Linked DNA regions of Capsicum annuum: region 1 is linked to region 2. A link is a contact called in public Hi-C data. All regions are on one chromosome and are shown on one strand. Each heading gives the region's core, a stretch centred on a gene start, on an enhancer-like site or on the middle of the called end of the contact. The rest is flanking DNA. Distances are from core to core; before and after follow the strand shown. Region 1 has its middle 6.6 kb from the start of LOC124889129. Region 2 overlaps LOC107847902 (ALBINO3-like protein 1, chloroplastic).

Region 1 (2,700 bases), core at 6-2,505, 370 kb after region 2:
TACTTACTTTTCCTTTTTCGTTTTTATTAGGGATTTCTGGGTTATTTTTAGATACTATAAATACCCTAGGGTTTATCCTGTAATAGGCTACATTCTTTTACATTCTCTTACGTTCTTTGATACACTCTTACACACTTTTTACATACTTTGCATTATTCTTGAGATTTTTGGGTTATTATTCTATTGAAGATTTTGAGTATTATTCATCTTATTTTGTGAAATTAATTACATGAATTCTTCATTGATTATCATAGATTCTTGCATGAACATGAGTGGTTGATTTCCCTAACTAAGGTTATGGGAACCCTGGCAGATTAGCTACATAAAGGAAGTGGGAGATTAATTTATTCTAACATTTCTGCATGTATCTTAATATTCTTCATAATAATTGACCTCATAGCTACTGCAGATGCTTGGGGATAGCCTGCATTCGCAAACTTCCTCACAAGGGAGTTTGAGATTAGGAAAAGAGGATTAAAACAGTAATTTGTGATTCACATCCATTTTATTATTCCGTCATATCATCTAATCAGGATGATACACAAAAGATGAAAGTTGAACTAAAGTAATAGCCAAGGAGCAATAAGGCGACCAACGGGTAAGATTTATCAACACGTTCACAGGACGGTTGATAATACATAACTGGTCGACTTTACATATAGAGAAGTAAAATGGGTGGGTTGAACACGATAGATTTATGAAGTTGAGAAGCCAGGGATAACACGGTCCTAGTGTTCATTTTTTATTGTTTACAATTGAAAGCATTCGAGATTTGGTTACTACTTATGATTGATTTCAAATCCCCCATTTACTTTTCTTCGTTGCTCATAGATTTTAGAAAGTTAAACAACTATTCAATATTTTCCCAAGTAGGGTTACTATATTTAGCACCGACCACAGCATACCTCTTTGGAGGTTAGTTTTGGGTGACATCAAAGATAAGGAAAATACTGAATGCAATAGAATTCAAGAAAGCTCTAAGGGTAAGAAACCAGTGATTGCAACAGCGATCCTTCCCCGACGACTTTATTTTTTTTATATTAGTGCTTATACGAGCTCAAATCCTGCAAAACCCATTGTCTCTAACAAATTAGGCATTGGTTAAAGGGAATATACTATCGTACAAACCGCCCAGCCAACGGGATGGGAAGAAAATAGTTAAGCTAACAACGGAGGATATTCAAGCAGCTGATGAACATTAGTCGACAACTCTTATTGGGTATGCTCTTGGAGACAATCCATATGGGAAATCTATGGATAATTTAATAACCAGTGTTTGGAATTTTATGATGAAACCCCAAATCCTTTACCATGCTAATAGCTATTATGCATTTCAATCTGCTTTAATTGAGGGCAGGGATGAGGTAATCCAATCATGACCTTACACTTATCACAATAAACCTATCATCCTAAAGCCTTGGGCAGTAGATTTTGTATTTGATACTGAATGCATGACAATGGTTCCCATAAGGATAAATATACCTTGGTTGCCTGCGGATTGTTGGACTATTAAAGCACTAAAAAAGCGGCTAGTGGAATTGGTAAACCCCTACATACAGATAGGTGCATTGTGGAATAGAATAGGATCTCTTATGCTAGAGTACTGGTGGAGGTTGATATCTTATATCTACTCCAATACTAAATTAACATTTACATACCTTCTTGTACCATTCAACAAGAGGTTGAGTATGATTGGAGGTCAAAATTCTTCTCTGATTGTATTAGATTTAGACATATAGATGTGTATTGTTGGTCGAGGATAAAGGAATCTTCTCAGTAAAAGAAGGAATATCAAGAGGAGGGAGAGTTTAAATAACTTCCTAAAAGGAGGAAAAGAGTAGTGCAGACATGGCAGGGTTGACCAGGTGATGTTGTTGTCCAGGTGTAATTTGGGTTTACTACAATTAGAGATCATGAAGCAGCTACACTTGAGGATCCTGCTATAAATATGCAAGAAAGAAATGTGCCTAAGGAGAGGTTAGGTAATAGATTTTCTATATTAACAAGACTTGAAGGAGATGGAGCTAGTCCCTTAAGATCCACCTAAGCACTTGCTTATTAAACTCTATGAATATTTGCACATGGAATGTAATAAGGCTTAATAAGCCTTTTAAATAGAAGGAGGTGCTACTCTTTTTGTGGAAGAATAAAATAGATGTCTTTGGATGCTTAGAAACTAGAGTTAAAGAAAGAAATGCTAAGGTTATTCTATAGAAATTTAATAATGATTGTTCTCATGTTTGCAATTACCCACATGGTGAGAATGGTAGAATTTGGGTATTCTAGAAAAAGCATTTAAATGTACAAGTTCTGTAGGTGCATGAGAAATATGTGCATTGTAAGGTGCAAAATTTTTCCATGGGGTTCTCAGCCAGTCACTGTTGTGTATGATAAAAATGAACTAGTTCGTAAAGAAGAGTTATGTTCTAACCTATAAAACATTGGTGGTAGTGTACATATTTTGTGGACTATAACAATGTCTATCCATAGATAATTAAATAGGACAGCCTATTAATAGAATGAGGTAAGTTGATTTAAGGACTTGGTTGATAATATTCAAACAACCCCTTTGAGATCAAAGGCTTGTTACTTTACTTGAACAAACAAGCAGCAGGGATGAAATAAGGTATATAGTAGAGTTGACTGGGACCTTGAGAAATTGATTGGATACAACAATGTGGGCATATTGAAGTGGATTTA
Region 2 (2,700 bases), core at 11-2,510:
ATCTCAGAATTGCTTATCATCTTATGAAGGTTCACAAACAACATACTTAGCACCACTCAACAATTATGGCTTCAAAAGTTTGGGGGTGCAAATATTTCAACCCTGAAATTAAGTGATGATACTTCTAGGAAAGAGCAACCTTGGGGTGCAAAAATTCCAACCTCGAAATTAACTGATGAGAATTCTAGGAAAGAGCAACCTCAAATTCATAAATCAATCTCTGAAGCAGCAATAGCTAAAAAGAAAGACGGGAATCCTACTTCAGATAAGCCCCGCCAGGGTGAAAGGTTAGAAAGACTTCTGGCCCTTGTTTGGAGTTGAGAAGTTTGTGGTTAGGAATTTATTGTTTATTTATATTTTCAGGTTTAAACAGTTAAAGGAACAAGAAGCAAGAAGACGGCAACAAAGGGAGGGGGAGAAGAGGAGAGCGGAGGTAGCAGCTAATAGGAAAGAAGACAAGTCAGCGGAGATGGAAAATAGGATAGGAATTCACTCTATGAATGGTGATTCTACTAGTCGTGACACTTCCACTTCTAAAAATTACCAGGTTGTAAATGGTGATAGTGCTTCTTTGGTAGTGAAGGAAGACAAAAGAATTCAGACTGGTGAAATTTCAGATGATGATCACAACCTTGGAGAAGGTCGGCATGTTTCTGACGGAAGAAAGAAGGTAACTTAGCATCTCTTGGTTCAAGCTGAACATCAATATATGTGGACAGTAGACGGATATATCTTGCATCAAAAGATTATTGTTATTGTGATTTGCTATTCGCCCAAATTTTTAGGCTCTCATTGACTTCTCTTTTCGTCTTCAGGGAAGTTAAATATTGTAAGTTATATTACTTGTGTGCAAGTTAATATAAGACAACGATATTGTTAATTGACCAAATCCTAATTATGGATTTTCATTCCCTTTTTCAGGGCGAAACTGTTGGTTCTACTAGAGCTACAGATCACAAACCTCCACGTGAAGATTCACAAGAAGACAGAGGCGAGTAAGCAACTTAAACAAAATACCATACTTTTACACTCGTAACATGGGGCTACTTGAATCTGGCGAAGTGCGTCAGAAACCTAATGCAAATATTGGTTTCATGAGCTTTGGCGGACCAAATTTAGACGAGATTTACATTTGGAGGCTGCAGAGTTGTAAATTATGATGTTTAAGAGTGTGAAATGGCAATTTCTGCTGATTCTTTTACGAGAATAGTTGGGTAAGTAGTGTAAAGAATCTGCGTTAGCACCTAAAAGAGATTAGCGTCATAGGTTTGATATGAATATACTTAGCATATACCAGTGAATTAGAATTGTTGTAGAACAGCGTTATATTCTGTCAAATTTGCATCTCGTGTCACGCAGCGTTTTTTCCTTTTCAATTTTTCTTGTTTGCAATAATAATTGGAACCCAGGAATTGGAGAGTGACTAAGATCATACTTGGAAACTTATTTTTTTGGGGGATATAAAAAACCCACCGATCCAATCGTAGTTATTAACATTTTATTATTAGAAAAATTTATCAGAAAGCTTGTGGTTGCAGAGTTTGGGCTATAACCATAAAGGAAGTCTAATTCCTTTACTTATGGAAAATCCTTTGGGGCATCAGTAATTGTAACTCAACATATGATTTCTTGGGGTGTACGTATAAGCATAATGCCGTACCCAACGCATATTCTCATTGTTCCTCATAATGCATGTTCGTGTCAATTATAATATCCGGTACATATTTAAAAGAAAAAAGATATCATTTCACTTTTAAATATTTAAAAGAAAAAAGATATCATTTCACTTTTAAACTTGTTCTTGTGTACTTACTTTAACCCTTGAATTAAATTTTTATTTATTTACTCCCATTAACTGTAAACTATATCAAAATATATCCTTCGTAGCCCGACTGAAGTAGCGTGGAAGCACTTATTGTTGGATGCATTAAATCAATTTAATCTGTATTTTTTTAATAAATTAAAATGCTCTTTTCACACTCCTAACGGTCATAATCCGTTTTTCCTCTTTAAAGAACCCTAATTTTAGCCCCCTTCTTCTTCCTCTTCCTCTGCTTCTTCTTCTTCTTCTTCCTCCTCCCCCTCTTCCTCTCTTCCTCCTCCTCCTCCTCCTTTGCTTCTTCTTCCTCCTCCTCCTCCTCTTTCTTTTTCTTCTTCTTCTTTGCTCAATCCATGAAACTGATGCAAAAATTGAGATTGTTTTCTCTTTGTTTTTATTAATCCGCATAAATTCGAGCTTAGGAAATGTAAAGTTGAACTAATTTTATCCCTCTCCCCGTCTCCTGCTATTAAGGTTTGATTTCATTCATCTCCTTCGTCTATCATTTTGTTAGAGATTTCTCTAATATTTTTTTTACTTTAAATCTGTTTTTGAATTTGTTGAAATAAATTTCTTGTAGCACACAATGAGGTTAATTAAATTGAGTAAACTTTGTATAACAGAAAATAATTTTGTTTTGAAGCAAGAAGTTTGTTGTAACCACAGAGTATTGTTGCATTTATGATATCTTGGACTTAAAGAAATTTCAGTAGAAGATATTGAGCGTGTCCTTATTATGAGGTAGATATCAAATTTTACACTTTTACTATTTCGACAGGTTTGATTAAAGATTAATTCATTTTTTATTTGTCACCAGTGAAGTGTTCAATATCTTATGACTTTTGGTGTTGGAAGAATAGAAAAAACATTGATCCAAGGTC

The links. A called contact is a pair of places that touch in the nucleus more often than the background predicts.
Region 1: a contact with region 2 is called in a Hi-C map of leaf, with 2.5 times the contacts expected there. The contact joins two enhancer-like sites. A contact is called at or near these places in 2 of 5 Hi-C or Micro-C datasets (leaf and placenta).

The regions. Positions count from the first base shown.
Region 1 is chr11:80,204,301-80,207,000 of UCD10Xv1.1, forward strand. No RefSeq gene overlaps it. Among protein-coding and RNA genes, the nearest start is that of LOC124889129, 6.6 kb to the left of the region's middle. Within about 2 kb of position 1,256, at least 2 of the 5 cell types and tissues checked have an H3K27ac peak or open chromatin away from gene starts, as enhancers often do. A contact at or near this core is called in leaf, where this site is marked.
Region 2 is chr11:79,830,786-79,833,485 of UCD10Xv1.1, forward strand. It overlaps LOC107847902 (ALBINO3-like protein 1, chloroplastic), which reads left to right. Exons shown (of 11, transcript XM_016692499.2): 9 at 30-287; 10 at 364-670; 11 at 922-1,354. The coding sequence ends at 999. Among protein-coding and RNA genes, the nearest start is that of LOC107847902, 5.6 kb to the left of the region's middle. Within about 2 kb of position 1,261, at least 4 of the 5 cell types and tissues checked have an H3K27ac peak or open chromatin away from gene starts, as enhancers often do. A contact at or near this core is called in leaf, where this site is marked.